Regions from separate parts of the Pan troglodytes genome. Here region 2 is linked to region 1. Evidence: chromatin contacts called from public Hi-C data. All regions are on one chromosome and are shown on one strand. Each heading gives the region's core, a stretch centred on a gene start, on an enhancer-like site or on the middle of the called end of the contact. The rest is flanking DNA. Distances are from core to core; before and after follow the strand shown.

The links. A called contact is a pair of places that touch in the nucleus more often than the background predicts.
Region 2: a contact with region 1 is called in a Hi-C map of stem cell-derived neural progenitor cells, with 2.8 times the contacts expected there. The contact joins the promoter of ACP5 here to the promoter of EPOR in region 1. A contact is called at or near these places in 1 of 7 Hi-C or Micro-C datasets (stem cell-derived neural progenitor cells) and 1 of 1 datasets of contacts at active chromatin or transcription factors (stem cell-derived excitatory neurons).

The regions. Positions count from the first base shown.
Region 1 is chr20:14,102,116-14,109,800 of NHGRI_mPanTro3-v2.0_pri, forward strand. EPOR (erythropoietin receptor) reads right to left here and starts at 2,688. Exons shown (of 8, transcript XM_016935096.3): 1 at 2,239-2,688; 2 at 1,242-1,377; 3 at 67-242. The coding sequence starts at 2,353. It overlaps RGL3 (ral guanine nucleotide dissociation stimulator like 3), which reads right to left. Exons shown (of 20, transcript XM_016935090.3): 19 at 2,681-2,790; 20 at 2,239-2,320. The coding sequence ends at 2,702.
Region 2 is chr20:14,294,674-14,302,358 of NHGRI_mPanTro3-v2.0_pri, forward strand. ACP5 (acid phosphatase 5, tartrate resistant) reads right to left here and starts at 2,781. Exons shown (of 7, transcript XM_009434764.4): 1 at 2,555-2,781; 2 at 2,296-2,368; 3 at 1,304-1,390; 4 at 781-1,041; 5 at 440-567; 6 at 1-312. The coding sequence starts at 1,041. The region is part of intron 4 of ZNF627 (zinc finger protein 627); the gene reads left to right.

The DNA of each region.
Region 1 (7,685 bases), core at 1,438-3,937:
GTTGGTCAGGTGGGCGAGGACTGAGACCCTCTCCTCCGACCACTCCTCCATTCCCAGAGCACTTACCTACTTCATTGATGTGGATGACACGGTGATATCGCGGAGCGCCGGAGGCTGCTGTGACGCGCAACTCTAGGGGCACGAAGCTCGACGTGTCGGCTGTAGGCAGCGAACACCAGAAGCGCACCGCACCACGAGCCGTGGGAGCCTGGTGCAGGCGACACAGCTTCCATGGCTCATCCCTATGCGCCCAGGGAAGGGAGCAGGTTGGGAGGGGGGACCGGGGAGTTGGCATTGCCCGGCCTGTGGGGGGCAGTGTGTATGTGTGACACAAGGTCTATCCTTGTGTGTGTGTGTGACAAGGTCTTCCTTCGTCGCCCAGGCTGGAGTGCAGTGGCGCGATCATGGCTCACTGCAGCCTCAAATTCTGGGGCTTAAGGGATCCTCCCACCTCAGCTTCCCAAGTAGTTGAGACCACAGGCACGCGCCACGCCTGGCTTTTTTTTTTTTTTTTTTTTTTTTTTGAGACGGAGTTTCGCTCTTGTTGCCCAGGCTGGAGTGCAATGGCGCTACCTCGGCTCACCGCAACCTTCGCCTCCCGGGTTCAAGCGATTCTCCTGCCTCAGCCTCCCGAGTAGCTGGGATCACAGGCATGCGCCACCACGCCCGGCTAATTTTGTATTTTTAGTAGAGATAGAGTTTCTCCATGTTGGCCAGGCTGGTCTCAAACTCCCGACCTCAGGTGATCCGCCCGCCTCAGCCTCCCAAAGTGCTGGGATTACAGGCGTGAGCCACCGCGCCCAGTCTAATTTTTTTTTTAAGAGACGGGGATCTCGCTGTGTTGCCCAGGCTGGTCTTGAACTCCTGGGCTCAAGCGGTTCTTCCGCCTCGACCTTCCAAAGAGTTGGGATTACAGGCATGAGCCACTGCTGGCCTCCTTTTGGATACTACCTCGAGAAGGCGTCCCAGCCCCGACGTAGTAACGCCTTACCCTCGATTTGGAGGCGTTGTTATCCCAGCCTGATGTTTGGGGTCGCGTTCCAGCGGTGATCGCCGGAGTGTTCGCGCCCCGGCCCATAGAGGGCGTGCCAGCCCTGGACCCGCAGGTTTCCCTCCAGTGACCACGACTGGAGGCGCCGTCGGGCCTCAAACAGCAGGGGACATACGAGGCTACGACCTCCAGGGAGCTCTGCCCCACCCCCTCCCTCCGCCCGTGGAGGCACCCGCCGGATCGGACTCACTCGAGCTGGTAGGAGAAGCTGTAGTTGCCCGGGCCCACCCCAGCGCTCGCCGCTTCCTCCCAGAAACACACCAAGTCCTCCAACCTCTCGGTGAAGCACAGAAGCTGTTCGGGCCCCCGGGCCGCCAGCAAGGCCGCTGGGGAGGGGCGACAAAGGAAGGGCATGGGGATCTGAGCTCTATCCTCGGGAGACAGCCCCCTCCTCTTCCCTCCCGCAGCCTGGGCGGACCCGATAAGAAAAAAGCCCCGCCCTGCCATCTTCCCAAGCGGGGCCCTTGGAGGGGTCCGCAGAGGTGGTGCCCCCCTAATTCCCAGAGGCAAGTTGCTCGCCTTACTGTCCCCCGCCGTCACCACTGGCGCACACCTGCCCACCCAGCGGCCAGCTGAGCTGGGCGCGGCGTTCAAGACCTCGAGCTCGGGACTGCCAGCCCCGCCCCAGCCTAGGACACGCGCGCGGCTGGGGGTGTGTGCGGAGAGGCGGGCCCCCTATCGGCCCCGGCAGGCTCCCCGCCAACCGATAGCGCCAACCGTGCCCCCCGCCTCCCTCCCTCCACCGGGCCGGGCAAGTGATCTGGCGCCCTCACACAAACCGTGTTTACAGTAGCCTGTGGCTTGGCCCCTCTAACTCGGACCCGGGCTTTACCCTCCCTCCCCTAGGGAGGGTCGGCTTGGTCCCCACCCCCCAGGGACCTTAGCACCAAGTCAGCCCCCTTAGGATTTAGCATGTCCCAGACTCCCTGAAAAGGTAAAACGGGAATCTTAAGCCCACTCTAGCTCTTGCCCGGGACGCGATCAGGAGTCTTGGATCCTAACATACCCCACCCCGCCCACCACCCATCCAGGACCCAGTCTAAGGGTTCAGATGCCAGCTTGGTCCCCCAGGACCCGGTCAGGAAGTCCAGAAACAGGCATGGCCCCCAGGACCTAGGCTGGGAGTTCAGGCCCCAGCATGGTCCTGCAGGCTCCAGCGTAGGGGTCCACACGCAGCTCATCCTTACCTTTGCTCTCGAACTTGGGGTCCGGGAGGTTAGGCGGGGGCGCCCAGGCGGCCCCAGCGAGCAGGAGACAAAGGGAGCCGACCTGGGGCCAGAGGGACGCCCCGAGGTGGTCCATGATACAGCCCCCGCCACGGGGAGCCCAGGGCTCCTGCCCCTCCGTCCCCCGCCCCTGGCACAGTCCGCAGCTGGGTCAGCAGCTGCCTCCGCCGGACGCAGCTGACCAGGCCCTTCCCGACCAGGCGCCTCTAAGTGGCAGATCCCCGAGGGGGCGGGGCCAGCACTCAGCCTGGGTAGAGATAAGTGCCTGGCGGGAGGAGGCAGGGGCCCTTCCCGAGCCCAGAGGCCGCTTGGGGGCAGGGGAGGGAGTTGGGCCGCAACAGCTCCCGTTCTGGCTTCAGACACACGTTTTTTTTTCCTTTGTGGCCCTGGACAGGTGACTTACCTTACCTGAGCTTCAGACTTCTCATCTGTAAAATCTAGCCTGGCACATAGCGAACATTCCAAAAAATGTATCTACTGATTTTATCACAGAAATCAGCATCTCTTCCCAGCCTGGAAATAAATAAAAATTATTTTCTCTCTCTCTCTCTCTCTCCTTCTTTCCTTCCTTCCTTTCTTCCTTCCTTCCTTCCTTCCTTCCTTCCTTCCTTCCTTCCTTCCTTCCTTCCTTCCCTCCTTCCCTCTCTCTCTCTCTGTCTCAGTCAGGGTGTTGCTCTGTCACCCAGGCTGGAGTGCAGTGGCACAATCATAGCTCACTGAAGCCTCTGGACTGAAGCAATCTTCCCACCGCACCTGGCTAATTTTTAAAATTCTTTGTAGAGATGGGATCCCACTATGTTGTCCAGGCTGGTCTTGAAATCCTGGACTTAAGCAATCCTCCAGGCTCCATCTCCCAATGTGCTGGGAATACCAGCACGAGCCACTGAAGCCGGCCAATAATAATCCTTGCAATGACCAGCAGTTGAGTGTTTACACAGTGCTAGGCCATGCTCCTGGGCAGTATGAATAATATGTGAGATTTTCATTTATGAATTTTTGGGAAAAAAATTTTTACCACCCACATTTTTATTCTCTTGGGCTGGGCCCGGTGGCTCACGCCTATAATCCCAGCACTTTGGGAGGCCGACGTGGGCAAATCACTTGAGGTCAGGAGTTTGAGACCAGCCTGGCCAACATGGTGAAATCCCATCTCTACTAAAAATACAAAAATTAGCCAGGTGTGGTGGCGTGTGCCTGTAATCCCAGCTACTCAGGAGGCTGAGGCATGAGAACTGCTTCAATCTGGGAGATGAAGATTTCAGTGAGCCAAGATCATGCCATTGCAACTCCAGCCTGGGCAACAGAGTGAGACTCCATCTCAAAAAATAATAATAATTGGCTGGGCGCAGTGCCTCATACCTGTAATCCCAACACTTTGGGAGGCCGAGACAGGCGGATCATGAGGTCAGGAGTTCGAGACCAGCCTGGGCAACATGGCGAAACCACGTCTCTACTAAAAATACAAAAATTAGCCAGGCGTAGGCCGGGCGCGGTGGCTCACGCCTGTAATCCCAGCACTTTGGGAGGCCGAGGTGGGCAGATCACGAGGTCAAGAGATCAAGACCATCCTGGCCAACATGGTAAAACCCCATCTCTACCAAAAATACAAAAATTAGCTGGGCATGGTGCTGCATGCCTGTAATCCCAGCTACTTGGGAGGCTGCAGGAGAATCGCTTGAACCCGGGAGCCGGAGGTTTCAGTGAGCCGATATTGTGCCACTGCACTCCAGCCTGGTGACAGAGCGGACTCCGTCTCAAAAAATATATATATATATTCGAGCGTGGTGGTGGGTGCCTGTAATCCCAGCTACTCAGGAGGCTGAGGCAGGAGAATTGCTTGAAACCAGAAGGCAGAGGTTGCAGTGAGCTGAGATCGCACCATTGCGCTCCAGGCTGTGCAACAAGATTGAAACTCTGTCTCAAAAAAATAAATAAATAGTTCGTGCACTGTGGCTCATGCCTGTAATCTCAGCACTTTGGGAGGCTGAGGTGGGTGGATCACAAGGTCAGGAGATCGAGACCATCCTGGCTAACACAGTGAAACCCTGTCTTTACTAAAAATAGAAAAACATAGCCAGGCGTGGTGGCGGGTGCCTGTAGTCCCAGCTACTCGGGAGGCTGAGGCAGGAGAATGGTGTGAACCCAGGGGGTGGAGCTTGCAGTGAGCCAAGATTGCGCCACTGCACTCCAGCCTGGGCAACAGAGCGAGACTCCGTCTCAAAAAAATAAATAAATAAATATAAATAAATAAATATAAATAAAATAAAATAGCAATACTCCTACCCTGTTGCTATTAAGCAGGTGGGTTTTTTGTTTTTGTCTGTAGCCAATGTGCTTATTGTCACCTGACATGTATTTGATGTTTTGTTATTGATTCGCTGCCCTTACTATTCCATGAAAGCAGGGTTTTTTTTGTTGTTGTTTTTTTAGATGGTGTCTTGCTCTGTCGCCCAGGTTGGAGTGCAATGGCACAATCTTGGCTCACTGCAGCCTTCGCCTCCTGGATTCAAGCGATTCTCCTTCCTCAGCCTCCAGAGTAGTTGGGACTACAGGTGTGTGCCACCACACCCAGCTAATTTTTGTAGTTTTAGTTGAAACGGGGTTTTGCTGTGTTGGCCAGGCTTGTCTTGAGCTCCTGACCTCAAGTGATCCCACCGCCTCAGCCTCCCAAAGTGCTGGGATTACTGGCATGAGTCACTGAGCCCAGCCAGGGATTTATTTATTTTATTTATTTATTTATTTTTTTGTGGAGTCTCGCTCTTGTTGCCCAGGCTGCAGTACAATGGCATGATCTTGGTTTACTGCAACCTCCGCCTCCTGGGTTCAAGTGATTCTCCTGCCTCTGCCTCCCGGGTAGCTGGGATTACAGGCACCCGCCACCACGCCCGGCTATTTTTTTGTATTTTTAGTAGAGACGGGGTTTCGCCATGTTGGCCAGGCTGGTCTCGAACTCCTGACTTTGTGACCCGCCCGCCTTGGCCTCCCAAAGTGCTGGGATTACAGGCATGAGCCACCAAGCCCAGCCTCAGGCAGGGATTTTTTTTTACCCTTTTGTTCTTTGCTGTATCCCTAGCATATAGAACAGGGCCTGGCGCACAGTAGAAGCTCAAGAAATATTTTGTGGAGTAAAAGATTAGAGATGTAGAGAAAATCAAGCTGAGAGAGGTAGAGAAACAGCTGATCTCGTGTTAGCCACTGGGTACAACTGTGCCTGCGTAACCCTGCGCTTTTAAAAAACGGAAGTCAACGCAAATCTCTTCCTCAGGAAATTGATATTTAGACTGTGCATGTATGTGAGAGGGAGGTGGAACAAACAAGGCGGACACCTGTTTCAAAATTTGGTCACAATAAATTGTTATGAATGGCAAACCGGCCCCAGAGTTAAATGCATGTTTTCTGGAGTTGGATCAATATTTGAACAGCACCCACTTACCATGGGACCTTGAGTAAGTTACTTAACCCTCCCTTGCCTGAAGCCTGGCTGACATGGTGAGACCTTGTCTCTATAAAACACGTTTTTGTGTTGTTGTTGTTGTTTGTTTTTGTTTTTTTAAGTAAGCCAGATGAGGCGGCACCCGTCTGTGGTCCTAGTTACTCGGGAGGCTGAGGTGGGAGGATCACTTAAGCCCAGAAGGTGGAGGCTGCAGTGAACCATGTTCATGCCGCTGCAGTCCAGCCTCGGTGACAGAGTGAGATCCCGTCTCTACAAAACATTGTTTGTTTGTTTGTTTGTTTGAGAGACGGAGTCTTTTTCTGTCGCCTAAGCTGGAGTGCAATGGCGCCATCTCGGCTCACTGCAACCTCTGTTTCCCGGGTTCAAGCGATTCTTCTGCCTCAGCTTCCCGAGTAGCTGGGACTACAGATGTGTGCCACCATGCCCAGCTAATTTTTGTATTGTTTTTAGTAGAGACGGGGTTTCGCTATATGTTGGCCAGGCTGGTCTCGAACTCCTGACCTCAGGTGATGCACCTGCCTTGGCCTCCCAAAGTGTTGGAGTGTTGGGATTACAGGTGTGAGCCACCACGCCCAGCCAACTTTTTTTTTTTTTTTTTTTTTTAGACGGAGTCTTGCTCAGCTGCCCAGGCTGGAGTGCAGTGGTATGACCTCAGCTCACTGGAACCACCGTCTCCCAGGTTCAAGTGATTCTCCCATCTCAGCATCCTGAGTAGCTGGGATTATAGGCACCCGCCATGGCTAATTTTTGTATTTTAGTAGAGATAGGGTTTCACCATGTTGGCCAGGCTGGTCTTGAACTTCTAACCTCAGGTGATCCACCCGCCTCAGCCTCCCAAAGTGCCAGGATTACAGGCGTGAGCCATCGCACCCAGCCAACTTTGTTTTTAAGTTAGCCAGGCGAGGTGGCATGCGTCTGTGGTCTCAGCTACTCAGGGGGCTGAAGTGGGACGATTAATTGAGCCCAGGAGGTGGAGGCTACAGTGAACCATGTTCACACCACAGCACTCCAGCCTGGGTGACAGAGTGAGACCCCATCTCAAAAAAAAAAACAAAAAACTAGTGGACGATAAGTGTCTCTTCCGGCCCAGACATGGTGGCTCTTGCCTGTAATTCCAGCACTTTGGAAGGCCGAGGCAGGGGAATCAATTGAAGATAGTAGTCTGAGACCAGCCTGGGCAACATAACAAGACCCTGACTCTACAAAAAAGAAGAAAAATTAGCCTGGTGTGGTGGTATGTGCCGGTAGTCCCAGCTACTCAGGAGGTTGAGTAGGATCATCTGAGTCCAGGAGTTCAAGGCTGCCATGAGCTATGATCGCACCACTGCACTCCAGTCTGGTTACAGAGCAAGACACTGTCTCTAAAAATAAATAAATAAGTAAATAAATAAATAAATAAATAAATAAAATGTATAAAGTGAAAATAATGTCTACTCCACAGAGCTATGGTAAAGATTAAATTAGATTCTGTCAAGTTCTTTTTTTTTTTTTCTTTTTTTTGAGACGGAGTTTCGCTCTTGTCGCCCAGGCTGGAGTGCAATGGCACAATCTCGGCTCACTGCAACCTCCGCCTCCCAGGTTCAAGCGATTCTCCTGCCTCAGCCTCCCGAGTAGCTGGGATTACAGGCATGTACCACCACACTCAGCTAATTTTGTATTTTTAGTAGAGACGGGTTTCTCCATGTTGAGGCTGGTCTCGAACTCCTGACCTCAGGTGATCCGCCCGCCTCGGCCTCCCAAAGTGTTGGGATTACAGGCGTGAGCCACCGCGCCTGGCCCCTGTGTCAAGTTCTTAAAACAGTATCTTGACATACAATAAGCATTCAGTAAGTATAGCAATTTGCTTAAACTAGTTCAAGAAGGATGCTGAACTAACATCCAAATGATCTTAAGAGGCTGGGTGCGGTGGCTCATGCCTGTAATCCCAACACTTTGGGATTTGGGAGACAGAGGA
Region 2 (7,685 bases), core at 1,531-4,030, 190 kb after region 1:
GTGACCCCGTATGTGGCCAGCAGTGGCCGTAGCTGCTTGACCAGGCAGTGGGTAGGCCCGTGCTCGGCTATGGACCACACGGGGTAGTGGCCAGCCACCAGCACATAGTCCTCCCTGGCCGCTGCCAGCTGTTTCTTGAGCCAGGACAGCTGTGTGCGGGCCAGCTTCACGTCTCGGGGCCTCTCAGGCTGCTGGCTGAGGAAGTCATCTGAGTTGCCACATAGTGTCACTGTGTCCAGCATAAAAATGGCCACAGACACATTGGTCCGTGGGATCTTGAAGTGCAGGCGGTAGAAAGGGCTGGGGAAGTTCCTGTGGAGGGGATAGAGGTCATGGGTGCACATCTTGGGCACAGAAGTCCCAGGGTCAGCTCAAGCCACAGGGCCCCTGTGTCTCTGCTATGTGAGGATCTCGGGAGGCAGGGCTGAGGGTGGCTCACCAGCGCTTGGAGATCTTAGAGTATGCAATCTGGGCAGAGACGTTGCCAAGGTGGTCATGGTTTCCGGCTAGCACGTACCAGGGCACTTTGCGAAGGGAGCGGTCAGAGAATACGTCCTCAAAGGTCTCCTGTAGCAAACAGATAGGGCAGGCCTCTTCCCTGGGGTCAGTGGCTACGCTGATCCTCCCACCAAGTCAGGATAAGGGAGACACTGAATGCTCCCGGCGCCCAAAGGTGCCCCATCACCTTCCCTCTGCCCTCTCCAAAGGAAGGTCACTAGGTAAGGCGGCTTCTCCCCACTGCCTGCCCCCACCTCCTGCCCCACTCTGTTGGGCACAGACCTGGAACCTCTTGTCATTGACATCTTGCACACCAGTGAAGTAAAAATTGTCCCCTAGAGACAGGATGAAGTCTGCACCCAGGATCTGCACAGTCCGAGCGATCTCCTTGGCATTGGCCATTTCCCGGGCCGTGTGGAATGGGGCATTGGGGACCCCTCCCCAGTCACCCACGGCTACGAAGCGCAGGGCAGGGGTGGCACCATCAGCCAGGGAGGGTAGCAACAAGGCTTGCAGGATGAGCAGCGCCGTCCACATGTCCATCTGGGAGAAGAGAGACAAGCATAGGTGGCCCGGGCTGTGACAAGGGCAGGGAGGCCTTGAGACCCCCGCCTGCCCTGAGATAGAGGGAGACTGCTTGCTGCAGGCTGCCCCTGTGGGAACCCCTTGGTGCCCTAATTCTCAGGACACGGCTGCACAAGCTGGCTTAGGGAAGGGGGGGGCGGTCTGTGAGAGGGCGAGCTGCACCAAGATGGCCCTGCAGGCCCATTTCACCCTCCTTCCACCTAGCCTGCCCAGCACTCACCCAGGGGGAGACACAGGCCAGTCACCGGAGGCTCTGAGAGGCTGGTGGGCTCCAGAGTAGAACTGCCGGTCCCTGAGCCTTTATTCCCTGAGGAGGAAGTGGATCATTAGTGAGGATGATGCAGTTTCTCCGAGGGCTGTCCTGGGAGCCCTCCCCTTGGGTCATGTGAGCCCTGGACTTCCCTGGAGCAGGACACGGGATTGGGGTGGGGGTGGGAGGATCTGGGCACACGTGTGCAGCAGCCTCGGCCCACACAGCCTCCGGGTGGACCTGCAGGGGCCTGTTTGTGCTGTAGGCTTGACACGTCCAGGTATCTCTGTGTGTCTGTGTATCTCAGTGTGAGTGTGTGTGTGTGTGCGCACACTTGAGAGGCTGTGGCCGTGATTACCCGACACATCTCCTGCACCTTCTTTCTCTGAGTAAGGGCTTACCTGTGTGTGTCTGGGTGTGTCTTGCTTCCTGCGTGCAGCTGAGCATGCCTACCTGGGCCTCGGCTCTGTACCTGATGGTGTTGCTGCAGACGTGTATGCTGAGCCTGCGAGGCCTGTGTGGCTTGTCTGCGATGCACGCCTGCGTTCTCACGTGGCACTGGGTGGGAATCCCTATGGATGAAGTTTTGTGTGTGTCCACGTGTGTGTGCCTGGGTTGCGTCTCTAGGATGGGTTGCGTGTCTGGTGTCGGAGCTGTGTTTGCCAACATCTGAGTGGGGGACTCCGCGTGTGTCCCCATCCTCCCCCTGCCCTCTCTCCACCCCACACATAAACACCAACGGGCTTCCCTTTTCCAGGAAGTCCTGCCCACACCCTCCCCTCCCCCCAGACTCCCATTCCTGCAGGAGGAACCAGGCAGGAGGCAGCTAGCTGGTGATAGCGCGCGTGACCGCAGACCTCTGACCCTCATAGTCTCAGCAGCTGTCTGCAGGCCCTCCACGGGACAGCAGCCTGGGAGGGCAGGAGGCCCTGCACCTGCGGCCGGTCTGACCTGCTCCTCACCTCCCTGCCTGCCTCCTCCGTGCTGGGCGCCGCCGCGACACGTCCCGCGGACATTCACGAGTCCCTTCAGTCCCTGCGAGCGCGGACCCGGGAGAGAGCTCTCATTCAACGCTGAGGCCACTGGCTCACAGATCTCCCCGGGTCACCCTGCGAAGTGCTTGGTCCCCCCCATTCCCAGCCCTGCAGCAGCAACAAACGGGAAGGAAGTGGGTGACGAGGACAGGCAGAGACCCCTCCCACGGGGCCGCCCGCATCTCACCTGCCGTCGCGGGGCGGGCGTTGCGGCCGGTGCCCAGCTGCAGATCCGCAGGCGATCGCACTCCTGGGCGGCCCCAGCTTTAAGCAGGCAGCGGCCGATCCGTCCTGCTCCAGGGCTCAGGGCTGACCCAGGTGAGCCCCGGCGGGGAGGGCGGGCGCCTCGGCCTCCCCGCCCCGGAACCCTGCGCCGCCCAGAGCCGCCACGCCTCCCGGCTGTAGGCTCCGCATCTGTAAAATGGGCCGATGAACCCCAAAGGTCGGCTCAGACCCACGGACTGCAGCTGCAGCTGGGCCAGAAGGGGTGGCCAGGGGAGCCGATTTCATCCTTTTCCTTCCTCCACCCCAACCAGGAGCCTCCATCTGCCTGGGACCCTTTGGGGGCACCCATGGGCCCACAGCCGCAGGACCACAGCACTGGGTGGGGTTTCAGGCCTGGGGCCAAGCTCTTGTGAGGTCTGTCATCATCTTCTCCTGTTGTTTTGTTTGTTTGTTTGTTTGTTTGTTTGTTTGAGACAGAGTCTCGCTCTTTCACCCAGGCTGGACTGCAGTGGCGTGATCTCGGCTCACGGCAAGCTCTGCCTCCCGGGTTCGCGCCATTCTCCTGCCTCAGCACCCCCGAGTAGCTGGGACTACGGGCGCCGCCACCGCGCCCGGCTAATTTTTTGTATTTTTTAGTAGAGACGGGGTTTCACCGTGTTAGCCAGGATGGTCTCGATCTCCTGACCTCGTGATCCGCCCACCTCGGCCTCCCAAAGTGCTGGGATTACAGGCGTGAGCCACCGCGCCCGGCCTGTTTTTGTTTTTTTTTGAGACAGTTTTATTCTGGTTGCCCAGGCTGGAGTGCAGTGGTGCAATCTTGGCTCACGCAACCTCCGCCTCCCGGGTACAAGCGATTCTCCTGCCTCAGCCTCCCTAGTAGCTGTGATTACAGGCACGCACCACCACGCCTGGCTATTTTGTATTTTTAGTAGAGACGGGGTTTCTCCATGTTGGCCAGGCTGGTCTCCAATGCCTGACCTCAGGTGATCTGCCCACCTCAGCCTCCCAAAGTTCTGCGATTACAGGCGTGAGTCACCGTGCCTGGCCAGTCTCCTGTTTTTTTTTTTTTAACTTATTATTTAGCCAGTGTGGTGTCTCACACTGTAATCCTGGCACTTTGGGAGGCCGAGGTGAGCGGATCACTTGAGGTCAGGTGTTCCAGACCAGCCTGGGCAACATGGCGAAACCTTGTCTCTACTAAAAAGACAAAAATTAGCTGGAGGTGCTCGCTTGAACCCAGGAGGCAGAGGTTGCAGTGAACTGAGATCATGCCACTGCACTCCAAGCCAGGAGGAGGAGGTTGCACTGAGCCGATATCATGCCACTACACTCCAGCCTGGGCAACAGAGCAAGACTCTGTCCCCCCCCCCCAAAAAAAAAAACAGAAAAAAAAAAAAAAAAAGAAATCTGAAGCAATTATGACCAAATGTTAACATCTGTTTCTTCATGTGGTGGGTACAGGCGTGTTTTGGAAGCTTCTATGCTTCCTGTATTTTGAGATCACACAAAATTATGTTTATTATCTTATTGTGCTACATGATCTTTGTAGAAAAGTTGGTAAATTCTGGAATGCACGAAAACAAAGATTATAATAGCCAGTAATACCCCTGCCCAGAGAGACAGTATCCATTAATTTTTCTCTGCCTATGTTTGTCTTCGGAAAAATGGGATACTATTGGCACTATTTTATAACTTTTTAATTTGTATTAACACTTTCTATATTTTTTAAATTGAAAAAGCTGGCCAAGCGTGGTGGCTCAGGCCTGTAAACCCAGCCAATGTGGGAGGATCGCTTGAGCCCAGGAGTTCATGAACAGCCTGGGCATCGTGGCGAGATCACATTGCTACAAAAAAAACAAAAACAAAAACAAAAACAAAATTAGCCAGGCATGGTGGTGCACACCTGTGGTTCCATCTACTCAGGAAGCTGAGATGGAGGATCGCTTGAGCCTGGGAGTTTGAGGCTGCAATGAGCTACGATTGCACCACTGACCTTCAGCCTGGGCAGCACAGCTAGACTCTTGTCTCAGAGAGAGAGAGAGAGAGAGCACAATGAAAAAAATAAACCTGATCTTGCACAGAGCATGTAATAAAACCTGTGGGTTCTTGGCTATCTCTCTCTGGTCTCCTCCAGGGTTCTGAATAAGCTCTTCTCTCTCCATTCACCCAGGAGAACTCTCTTCTGCTGATTTTCTGTGGAGCTAGATCAGGCTGTGACTCAGAATCTCCCTCCACCTCCACCCTTTCCTATTTTCCCAATACCAGTGTCAATCTCAGATGTCAACAACCCCACGAGTGAGTTCCTCCTTTTGCCAATACATCCAGGTCCTGTTCTCCGCTGCTGTCTCTACCCAATCCCTTTCCTTCCTTCCTCCTGCCAATCCTGCTTTCCCTGTTTCTTGCTCCTCTGACCTCCTCCGCATTGCTTGACTGTCTCAGATACACTCTGGCCTCAGGGTCTTGGCACTTTCTGTTCTCCCTGCCTGGAAGGGTCTTCCTTAGTCAGATACTGAGGTCACCCATTGTGTTCAAGTTCCTTTAATTTATCTGAAATGAGTCTGGGCGTGGTGGCTCACGCCTGTAATCCCAGCACTTTGGGAAGCCAAGCCGAGTGGATCACTTGAGGCCAGGAGTTCGAGACCAGCCTGGCCAACATGGTGAAACCCCGTCTCTACTAAAAATACAAAAATTAACTGGGCGTGGTGGCACAAACCTGTGGTCCCAGCTACTCTGGAGGTCGAGGCAGGAGAATTGCTTGAACCTGGGAGGCGGAGGTTGCAGTGAGCCAAGATCGTGCCACTGTACTCCAGCCTGGGTGACAGAGTGAGACTGTCTCAAAAAAAAAAAAAAAGAAAAAGATAATTTATCTGAAATTATCTGAAATGCACCACCCTGCCCCCATCATTGTCTGACTCTCCTGTTGCTGTAGTTTTCTCTGCAGCACCTACCAGTGCTTGAGGAAACCACCCACTCATTTATCTTGCTTTCAGTTTCTCTTGCTTTCAGTCTGTCTTCAGTTAATGAAAGCTTTTTTTTTTCTTTTTTTTTTCTTTTTCTAAAACAGAGTCACCCAGGCTGGAGACCAGTGATGCGATCACGGCTCACTGCAGACTCGACCTTCTGGGCTCAGGGGATCCTCCCACACCCCTCGGCCTCCTGAGGATTGAGACTACAGGCACACACCACCACACCCAGCTAATTTTTGTATTTTTTGTAGAGACAGGGATTTGTCACCTTGTCCAGGCTGCTCTTGAACTCCTGAGTTCAAACAATCCTCCCAACTCAGCCCCCCAAAGTGCTGGGATTACAGGTGTGAACAACTGCCCCTGGCCTGTTTATTTAAAAAATTAACATTCATTCTCTGTTTATTGGCTAAGTTTAGAAGTAGTATCAGAATGTTTAAGAGAACTTACTGTTCTCCTTTTATTTGTATGTTTGCATTGTAGATTTTTAATAACTGATAAGGACTTCTCAAGGTGTTTGCTTGGTGGAGACATTTAAAAAGATTAAAGAATAGGCCAGGTGCAGTGGCTCATGCCTGTAATCCCAGCACTTTGGGAGGCCGAGGCGGGTGGATCAAGAGGTCAGGAGATCGAGACCATCCTGGCTAACATGGTGAAACCCCATCTCTACTATAAATACAAAAAATTACCTGGGTGTGGTGGCACGTGCCTGTAGTCCCAGCTACTCAGGAGGCTGAGGCAGGAGAATCGCTTGAACCCGGGAGGCAGAGGTTGCAGTGAGCTGAGATCGCACCATTGCACTCTAGCCTGGGTGGTAGAGCAAGACTCTGTCTCAAAAAATAATAATAATAAATTAAAAGATTAAAGAATAAGCTGGCACAGTGGCTCACACCTGTCATCCCAACATTTTTTGTAGAGACCTCATCTCTTAAAAAAAAAAATTAGCTGGGCATGGTTGTGTGCACCTGTAGCCCAGCTACTCAGGAGGCTGAGGTGGGAGCATTGCTCAGGAGGTCGAGGCTGCAGTGAGCCATGATTGCACCACTGCACTCCAGTCTGGGTGACAGAGCTGATACACTGTCTCTAAAAAATATTAATAATTGGCCGGGCGCAGTGGCTCACGCCTGTAATCCCACCACTTTGGGAGGCTGAGGCGGGCGGATCACGAGGTCAGGAGATCGAGAGCATCATGGCTAACACAGTGAAACCCCGTCTCTACTAAAAATACAAAAAAATTAGCTGGGCATGGTGGCGGGCGCCTGTAGTCCCAGCTACTCGGGAGGCTGAGGCAGGAGAATGGCATGAACCCGGGAGGTGGAGCTTGCAGTGAGCCGAGATCTCGCCACTGCACTCCAGCCTGGGTGACAGAGCGAGACTCCATCTCAAAAAAAAAAAATTAATAATTATTATTATAGTAGTAAAAGAGTATAGAATAAAATGCATCACACTTATAAAATGTAAAATGTTAATTTCAATCCACTAAACTTATAAACGGACCCAAGTATGCATCCAATGACCTCTTAAAGTGATATTTCTTTTTCTTTTTGTTGAGATGGAGTCTCACTCACTCTGTCACCCAAGCTGGAGCACAGTGGTGTGATCTTCAGCTCGTCCCAACCTCCGTCTCCCAGGTTCAAGCGATTCTCCTGACCTCAGGTGATCCATCTGCCTTGGCATCCCAAAGTGCTGGGATTACAGGCCTGAGGCCAGGCCCTGAATTAATTTTTTGATGTTTCACTTTGCCAGGTGTATAAGTAACATGTTAGTTGTGATTGTAACTAAATAAAGGCTTAAGGGAAACCGTGTTTCTAAATTTCTAAATTGACTACACATTTACAAAGGAACCCACAAAGATGGATTTTTGGGCCGGGCGCAGTGGCTCACGCCTGTAATCCCAGCACTTTGGGAGGCTGAGGCAGACAGATTGCCTGAGTTCAGGAGTTCAAGACCAGCCTGGGCAACAAGGTGAAACCCTTTCTCCACTAAAATACAAAAAAATTAGCTGGGCATGGCAGCGAGCACCTGTAATCCCAGCTACTTGGGAGGCTGAGGCAGGAGAATTGCTTGAACCAGGGAGGCAGAGGTTGCAGTGAGTCGAGATCACACCACCGCACTCCAGCCTGGGCGACA